Linked DNA regions of Mus musculus: region 1 is linked to region 2. The links are chromatin contacts, called in public HiChIP or PLAC-seq maps. All regions are on one chromosome and are shown on one strand. The core of a region is the stretch at or near the end of the contact, and the rest is flanking DNA. Distances in the headings are between cores, read along the strand shown. Region 1 holds the start of Adam11 (a disintegrin and metallopeptidase domain 11). Region 2 holds the start of Ccdc43 (coiled-coil domain containing 43).

Evidence for each region. HiChIP or PLAC-seq counts read pairs in DNA pulled down with a chosen protein or histone mark.
Region 1: a contact with region 2 is called in an H3K27ac HiChIP or PLAC-seq map of embryonic stem cells, with 15 read pairs. The contact joins the promoter of Adam11 here to the promoter of Ccdc43 in region 2. A contact is called at or near these places in 2 of 39 promoter capture datasets (both in the 3T3-L1 cell line), 1 of 484 Hi-C or Micro-C datasets (embryonic stem cells), 5 of 115 datasets of contacts at active chromatin or transcription factors (the SCID.adh cell line, embryonic stem cells and pancreatic cancer cells) and 3 of 9 other capture datasets (adipose tissue, liver and pancreatic islet).

What each region holds. Positions count from the first base shown.
Region 1 is chr11:102,760,168-102,764,446 of GRCm38.p6, forward strand. Adam11 (a disintegrin and metallopeptidase domain 11) reads left to right here and starts at 1,268. Exons shown (of 27, transcript NM_009613.3): 1 at 1,268-1,517; 2 at 1,981-2,165. The coding sequence starts at 1,454.
Region 2 is chr11:102,695,773-102,699,985 of GRCm38.p6, forward strand. Ccdc43 (coiled-coil domain containing 43) reads right to left here and starts at 1,953. Exons shown (of 5, transcript NM_025918.3): 1 at 1,739-1,953. The coding sequence starts at 1,936. It overlaps Gm34392 (a long non-coding RNA gene), which reads left to right and starts at 2,007. Exons shown (of 2, transcript XR_389053.1): 1 at 2,007-2,068; 2 at 2,168-2,442.

The DNA of each region.
Region 1 (4,279 bases), core at 18-2,517, 64 kb after region 2:
TCAGCGCCTCCCGGGAAATCGCCTTCTCACCTCTCCCGGGGCCTAAAATAGAGCTGGGGGATGGGGGTGCTGTCACAAGCTAGAGGCAGCTCCCCAGTCCCCAGCAGAGGCCCTGAGGGAGCAGGGGACCCAGGAAGGGGTTCCCTGCATCCACTCAGTGACCTGTGGTTCCAAAGTATTGGTATAAAAAAACCCACTGTGGTCTGGGAGATCAGGATGGGGCCTAGCTGTTGTCACATGACCATACATACTCAGTCCCCAGAGGAGCGTCACTAACCAGAGACATGGCCCGGTGTCATGGACCGGTGTCATGCCCCACATGTCCAGTCCAGAGACATCTCAGTTAGGTATTGGGGTATTAAGACCTCACTGAGAGGCCAAAATCCCAGGCCCTCTCACTGGGTTTATCATGCCCAAGAAGCCCAGGAACTGGGTTGAAGGGTCAACTGGGACAGCTAAGCTTGTGGTCACGTGTATTTCTGACTATAGACCAATCTGGAGGGCTCTACGGAACTTCTACCCCTTAAGATTGGGACATGGGAGAGAAATGGAGCATGTTGGCCTTATATAAACGACCCAGGTAGTTTGTGTTTGGTTTAGGGAGAAGGACTGAGGTGCCCCACGAGCTCAGGAGCCCTGAAAGGGAGTCAGGAACCTCTTTGTTAAGAGAAAGCAGCCTAGGAAACAGGGTTTAGATTCCCGGTGTAGGACTGCTGCAGTGACCTCTGCCTTGGATGATCTAGGGATCCTGGAGGGAGCACTGAGGAGTGAGTGAGTGTGTGTGTGTGTGTGTGTGTGTGTGTGTGTGTGTGTGTGTGTGTAATGGTGTTCAACAGGACCTCTGCCCTCCCTGACACCGTGCCCTGCGTTCCCAAGTGCCCAACCTTCCACCAGCAGAGGCCTCAGGGCTGGGGGTACTCCATTCAAGAGTAGTAAGTCCTGGAGGTGAGCTTGGGCCATCAGCCACGCCCCACATCCAATTTCCCAGATGGGACATCAGAGTCAGACCTCAGGGACCCTCTTCACCTGCCACCCTCCACCTGCCAATCTAGTGGTTGCAACTCCTTATGCAAAGGGGTGGCTGCGGAGGGGTCGCAGGATGGGTGCACCTGCCAAGGGAGTGCCCTGAAGAGGGGGTCTTCAGCCGGTGCCCCTTTTGTCCTACCGCAGTGGTGGCCTGGGCCCCGGCTAGGGGGTGGGGGGCGGGCCCAAAGCTCACGTGCTTTGCCGCTCGCCTCTTAACCCGGCCCCGCCGCCCCGCCGGGATGGCCGCGGCCAGAGCGCACTGAGCCCGGCGCCGCTCTCTCGCGACCCCCGCCCGGCCCGCGCGCCCGCCCCGCTCGCCGCCGGCGTCGCCCGCCCCCGCCCTCCTCCCTCCCTTTCTCGCTCCCTCCCTCCCTCCCCGCGCCGCTCGCAGCCGCAGCCCCCGGACCCGGAGGATTATGAGCGAACCATGAGGCGGCTGCGGCGCTGGGCGATCGCGGCTCTGCTGCTGTTACCGCTTCTCCCCCCGCCCGGTGAGTGACCCCAGCCGCCTGGCCCCTGCCCCCGCGCCCCTGGCCGGTCCGCGCCCCAGGCGTTTGCAGCGGTTTCTGCTGCAGCCACATTTTCCTGCAGAGCTCCGGGTGACAGCCGGTCCCGAGCTCGGGAGGGTAGGGGAGTGGGAGAGAAGGGAAGGTGCTTCCACCCACCTGTCCGGATCCGGCCAGCCCTACCGCGGCCATCCCCTGCAGCTGGCCGGCGGACTCTGCAGGTCTCTGCGGGCTTGGGGGGGGGGGGCAGTCGTGACTGTTGGGCAGAAGGAAGCTCTCAGCCCCCACCCCGTGGGGTTCTTCCCTCAGCAAGGCAGCCAGATCCTCCCACCCATATGCCCACTGGGCTCCAAGGGCCGCGATCGAGTGGGAGCTGGAGCCTGCCCCCCTCCCAAGTCTCCTGCCCCAGGGAGGGCATCTGCCTGCAGCTATGGCCTTGTCTCCTCAGGTCTTGGGGCCCTGGGTCCCAGAGGAGCTCTGCACTGGAGGAGCTCAGCCCATGTGGGGAGCCCAGAGAGTCCAGAGGGCTCTGAGGTCACAGAGCCCAGCCGGCTGGTAAGGCAGAGCTCCGGGGGAGAGGTCCGAAAGCCACAGTTGGACACCAGGGTCCGCCAGGATCCGCCCAGGGGGACGGTGAGTGAGGCTGGGGGTGAGGCCAGGGGACTGGAGCAGGCCTCACAGCCCACAACAGTCCGCCAAGTAGGCAGGGTTAGGTGCCACCCGCTGAGGTCGCACCTTACCGCAGCTTCCCTTTCTGTGTAATGGGCCATCAGGTGGGGCTGGTGCCCAACAGTAAGAACACCGGGACTCTCCAGCTCCGGGACTATCCAGCTCCGGGCCCCTCCCCTGCCGTGCACACCAGTAGACACTGGCATGCTCCGGTTTCAGTTTGCTTGGGTCATCCTTCAACCACCTCCCACTGCCCACCAGAAACAGTGGTTCTGCCTAAAACAGGTCTTGAGGGACAGGATAGCACCCTGCAGTCAGGGATTCATGCTCTGATGACCCACCAAAGGCACCCCTCAGTGGACTTTTCTTGGAACAGCGTGATGTTTACTCCTGCCTCAGTTTCCCCGCTGTGCACACACAGGCTTATCCTTCTTGCCCTAGCTGAAGTTGGGGCCTTGCAGAATGACCTGAGGCCCAGGATTCATCTTCAAATTGCCAGCTCTACCTGTGCCTGCTCTGTCCCTTCCATACTGCTGGGCCCCTGTCCCCGTCCCCCCCCCCCCCAGAGGAAGGTTAGGAATGAAGGAGATTAAGTGCAATTAATAATTAATTAATATCATGTGAATAATAGCCATCCAGATGGAATCGTCATTGGGCATGCCTTAGCACTCCGGGAGCTTGGAGCCCAAAGTTAGCCAGGCCAACCTGGGCGGCAGAGGGCTGGACACCTGGCAGACACAGGAGGTGTAGAGAGACTCAAAGGAGGGGCAAAGCCAAGTCTGAGAAGTTTGGGGCAGCTGGGAGTGGTGGGAGGTAAACTGGGCTGCGTAGAGGGAGGAGAGGAAGGGAGGAGACTGGCGTCTGGCCCTGCCTAATGTACTTGGTTAAAAGCCCTTAAGGGGGAGGGGGAGGAGAGGTAGTTGGGCGGTGCAGGGATGGGGAATAGTTGAGAATGGAGTGGAGCAGGAAGGAGCATGCATAATGGATGGACCATCACTCAGGGCTGTGTTGAGGAGGGGAGGGGAGGGGGCTAATGGTCCTGAGTTGGCAGCTGCTGCAGGGGTAGGGATGGGGCTAGAGATCAACTTCAGCGCCCACTCCAGCACCCAGGGAATCAGCTGAATGAGCCTTGGGGATGTCCCAGGCCCAGGGGTTGGGTATCCTGGTTGCACTATGGTCCCTAGCGTAGCTTTCTATGAACTGTGAACTCCGCAGCGCACTTGGCCCTGCCTGACAGTCTCTGGCTGGAGCTTCCCAGGGTGTATGTACATACTATGGGATCAAGGTATAGTTGAGAAGCACAAGGGATGGGGGGGTTAGGGGCTCTAGCTCCGTAGGCTGTGACTTCTGCTAGCTCTTCCTCAGGACAGCAGGCCTGGGCTGTGGGCAGAAAAGCTGTAGGGCTGAGCTGGCTTCTTTGGATGCTGTTCTTTTGGGTGGATGTGTTGGCTTGTGTGTGGAGCCAGGTAAGCAAGTGACTGAATCCAACACCTAAGAAGTGGCCAAGGCACGGGGTGAGAGTTCTGTAGATCGGGGCTGTGCTTGTTTCCTGTTGTTTCTCTAGGCCTGAGACCCCCCTTAGGGACCTCATGCATCTTCCCCCAGGAGAACCACTTGGCACTCTGGTGTCCCCATCCCTTAGGTGCCAAAGGCAGGAGACCTGTTCAGGTGGTAAAGGCTGCGAAGGCCATGGGGCTGCTTTGGGTCAGGCACTCTGTGTACCTTTACATCCGTTTCTTTCCACAAGGCCATAGGCAGATACTTCTGTCTGCCCCTCTGCAGATCAGCCAGCTCAGATCCAGAGAACCTAAGCCACTTGCCAGGTTAATAGACCTTCAGCGGTCACAGGAATAGTGTTCCCCCTCAAGCCCAGGGCACTTTCCACTGGACGGTTCTGCCTCTAGAGATTTTGAAATTTAGGCCCAAGAGACAATATCTCCAACTCTCCCCCAAGTCAAAGACGGAAGAGCAGAGGAGATCAGTACATGTCGAAGAATTCCCCAGACTGAACCGGGCCCTGACACCTCCCCACCACGGCCCCCTCACCCCCAGCACACACACACACCTGACACTGCTTC
Region 2 (4,213 bases), core at 703-3,202:
GCAACCACATGGTGGCTCACAACCATCTGTAATGAGGTCCGATGTATTCTTTTGGTGTGTCTGAAGACAGCTACAGTGTACTCATATACATAAAATTAATAAATCTTTTTAAAAAAGAATGTACATGCATATTTATATCTATGCTCACCATACCTTTTGATTCTCCTTACTAGTCCCTGAATTTTGACTTTAAGGACACTAGATAAGCCCGTTCTCCAAACCTGCTCATTGTGATAGACATCAAAGAACAAAGCCTTTGATGAGCAGTTGACTCTCACAGTAGCACTTTGTGTTTTCAAGAGACGCCTCCACCGTGTGGAAGGATAACAGTTTCTCTGGTATTTAGTGCAGATGCAGCAAAGTTTACTTTTGAGCTGATTGTATTCATTTATTAGATTTGCACTTCTTTCACATGCGTGCCTGTTACCCACGGAGGTCAGAACGGATTGTCCAATCCCCTTAAACTAGAACTACAGATGGTTGTGAGCCACTGTGTAGGGTCTGGAAATGGAACTCAGGTCCTATGTAAGAGCAACAAGTGCTCTCAACTACTGAGCCATCTTTCCAGCCCCCAACTCAATTATATTAAAAAGGAAGTCTCTACAGGACAATCTCAGGGCAAGAGAGGTAGGGAATCTAATCTATGCATATAATCTAACTGTTTCTGTTGGGAGTGGAACGGGGAGGGATGAACACCGCACAAATATCAGATTAGAAAAGTGGGTGTCTTGATCGCCTCTGATACATAAATACAGCTTTAAATTACAAATTTCTAAATTAGTGAGTCTCCTTGGTCTGGTTTGCCAGGGTCTCACTTGGCAAGCCCAAAGTTGGCCACCCACTTGCTGACCTCTGCAGGGCTGGGATTATAATCACGCATCACATCACAGCATACTGTGACGAATCTGCATTTGAGTATTTGAGACAGGGTTTCTCTGTGCCCCGGCTGTCCAGGAACTCACTGCGTAGACCACAAAGGCCAGTCTCTGCCTCCTGAGAGCTGGGATTAAAGGTTTGTGCCCCACCCACGAACCTGCTTCTTTTTGGTTGTTTTGTTTTTTCAACAAAAAAGGGTTTCTCTGTGTAGACCACGATGGCCTTGAAAATCACAGAGATCAGCCTCCTGAGTGCTAGGACTAAAGATGTGCACCAGCCACCATTCCATACAAATACCTTATCTGTTTCCAGTTTGTCTTCATCACAGGGTACCGCCCCACCCAACACACATTAATAATTACTGAATTTCCCAAGGTTGCTTATCGTGAAAAGATCTCCATTACCTTACCAATTGAGGACTCTACTGAAATTGGAGCCAAAAGGGAACTTCCCACAGGCTTTTGTCATGGGACAGCCCTGAGACTACCCGCTAATGGGCAGACATCTCAAAAACATTTTACTCCCCACTCTAAACATCGCAAACCATAGAAATGGAACTATTAGACGTTTATGATCGAACTGCCATTTACACATCTTAATGGCTTCAGGATACTCTCTAGCACATCCAAAGGCACCCAGGGAGCCTTGTTGCCCGGAATATGGGGATCCCATCCTCTCTGTACACCTGCAACCCAAAATCTGGCGAGGGAGCAGCAGCCCACTTCTCCCTCAGTTATGCTTCTTTCCGGTAAAACCACTAAGCCTTCGTGACAGCAAAAGGAAAGAGAGATGTGAAGTAACGAAAGAGGTTCCCAGATTTCTCCGTGAGGTTGATAGGATGTGTCCCGACTACTCTACTCACCAGGAAAGCAGAGAGGATACCCTGCAGGGCGTCCAGCTTCTCTTCCTCCTCCTCCTCCTGTAGGACGCCAAGGATGTAAGCGGCGTAAACGGCTCGGTCCACTCCCAGCGCCTCCAACCGTCCGTCAAGCCAGGATCCAAAAGCCCCGCCATCGCCTTCACCGAGGACTGCCGCGGCCACTTCGCTGGGCGCCGCCATGCTGGGGACAGGGTCCTGCCGGACCCGAGGGTGCCTACCGCAGTGCCTGTCGGGCCGCGCCACTGGGCCAGCGCGCATGCCCGGAGAGGGATCCTCCACCCCTGCGCGCCGGGCTGTGATCCGCGGTTTGAGGTATCTTTATGTCCTCGCAGCTAGCGCTTCTCGGTGTAAGCGTGGTCGCATGGGCACCCAGGAACACCGGCAGGTGAGTTTTGAACCGGTTCGTTATAGTTGGCAACGATCGGATTCAGTGTCATTGTCAGACACGTGACAGAGAGCTCAGAGGACTGCTCACCACGGATTCCAGCAGTTCTGCTCTGCGCCCGGCAGGTTCTTGTGGAATGTGAAGCCAGGATGCCCCACTGAGTCTTGTGTTCCGGAATACCACCTTCACTGCCATTCCAAGCCGCCTTCCCTGAAAACCCAAATTTCAGAAAACGTTCTCTGACTCATTTCTGTACAGAGACACATAGCAGGTTCTCAACAGTTAAACATGCAGCCTCGGAGTCATTGCTTTTAATTATTGCTTCCGTGTTTCCACAGGTATACCTTTGAGGACTGTCTTAGAGTTTCTGTTGAGATAAGACACCATGGCCAAAGCAACTAGGAGAGAAAAGGTTTATTTCAGCTTCCACTCTCAGGTCACGCCCCATTACTAAGGGGAAGTCACAGGAACTCAAGGCTCGAACCTGGAAGCAGGAGCCTTGGAAGATTGCTGTTTAATGGCTTGCTCCTCTTGCCTTGCTCAGATTGCTTTCTTCCACCATCTAGGAGACACCTGCCCAGGGGTGGCACCAGCCACAATAAGTTGGGCTCTCCCACAACAATCACTAATCAAGACAATGTCCCACAGGCCAATCTTATAGGAGGTCGTTCTCTAAATTCCCCTCTTCCCAAATGACTGTAGACACATGACAGCCAACCCAAGAAACAAGTTCTGTCCTCTGCCAGGGACGGTGCTAAGAGGTTCCCATGAAGTATCTGTTGCCATCTTCCCAACAACCCAGCGAGGAGATGCCTTTATGTTCGATTAAAAGATAAGGAAACTGGAGCGATGGCTCAGCTGATAAGAGCACTGGCTGCTCTTCCAGGGACCCAGTTCAGGGGATCTGGCACCCTCACACAGACAAACATGCAGGCAAAACATCAATGACATATATATATATGGGTAAGGAAATGACACACCATGAGAGAGAACCTAAGAGGGGACAGAACTCTACCAGCAGAATGCCAGCTCTGGCCTGAGGTGGGCTAGACTCAAACTACAGAGGAGGAGGAGGAGGAGGCTGTGCAGGGGCCTTTACTCTGACTGCTTGCTTCACTGGATACTTACTGAATACATTCACCACAACACTGTTACAGACTGACAATTCAAAGATGAGTGGCTCAAAGATCTGTGTTCCCTATGGGACCAAACAGTCCAATGGGAATAGGTATTTAAAGAAATAATAGAAATAACGACACTTTAGTGACATAATTCTAAGTGTATGGGTGTTTTGCCTGCATGTTTGTTTGTATACCGATGTGCCTGATGCCCTTAGGGAGACCAGAAGGGTAGGCAGATCCCGTGAAACACAGATGTTTGTGATCCACCATGTGAATGCTGGAACTCAAACAAGGGTCCTCTGGAAAAGCAGCCAGTGTTCTTAGCATCTGAGTCAACTCTCCAGCCCAGAAGTAAATAGGTGATTGTGTGGAGATGGTGGTATTAAGACAGAGTCTTGCTATGTAATCCAGACTTGCCTGGGACTCAATCTATTTCTTTTCTCTGAGCTTGTAAACCTCCTGACTCTGCCTCCCAAGTGTTGAGATTACAGACTAGCACCACCATACCTAAATTGAGATAAGGTTTTGGTGAAGGTATGACTGGATCCCTAAGTCATTCATTTGTCCTGTTGAAGGGTGTTGGGGGCTGGGAAGGGAGAGTTCAGGGATCCAGGAGTTACCTCGCAACACCGGGGGGATTTTAACATTCTTCAAAAAATGAATAAGTTTGCCAGGCATGGCAGCATCTCTAACCTCAGCATTTGGGAGGCTCAAACAAGGGTCTGAGGCCAGACCAGCCTGACAGAAAACTATGAAAAGGCTTGCTAGGGTACCTCTAGAAATCCCAGCTGGAACAACAGGCCTTAAATAGCTATTCAAGAAAGATGGGGCTGGTGAGATGGCTCAGTGGATAAGAGCACCTGACTGCTCTTCCGAAGGTCCGGAGTTCAAATCCCAGCAACCATATGGTGGCTCACAACCATCTGTAACAAGATCTGACTCCCTCTTCTG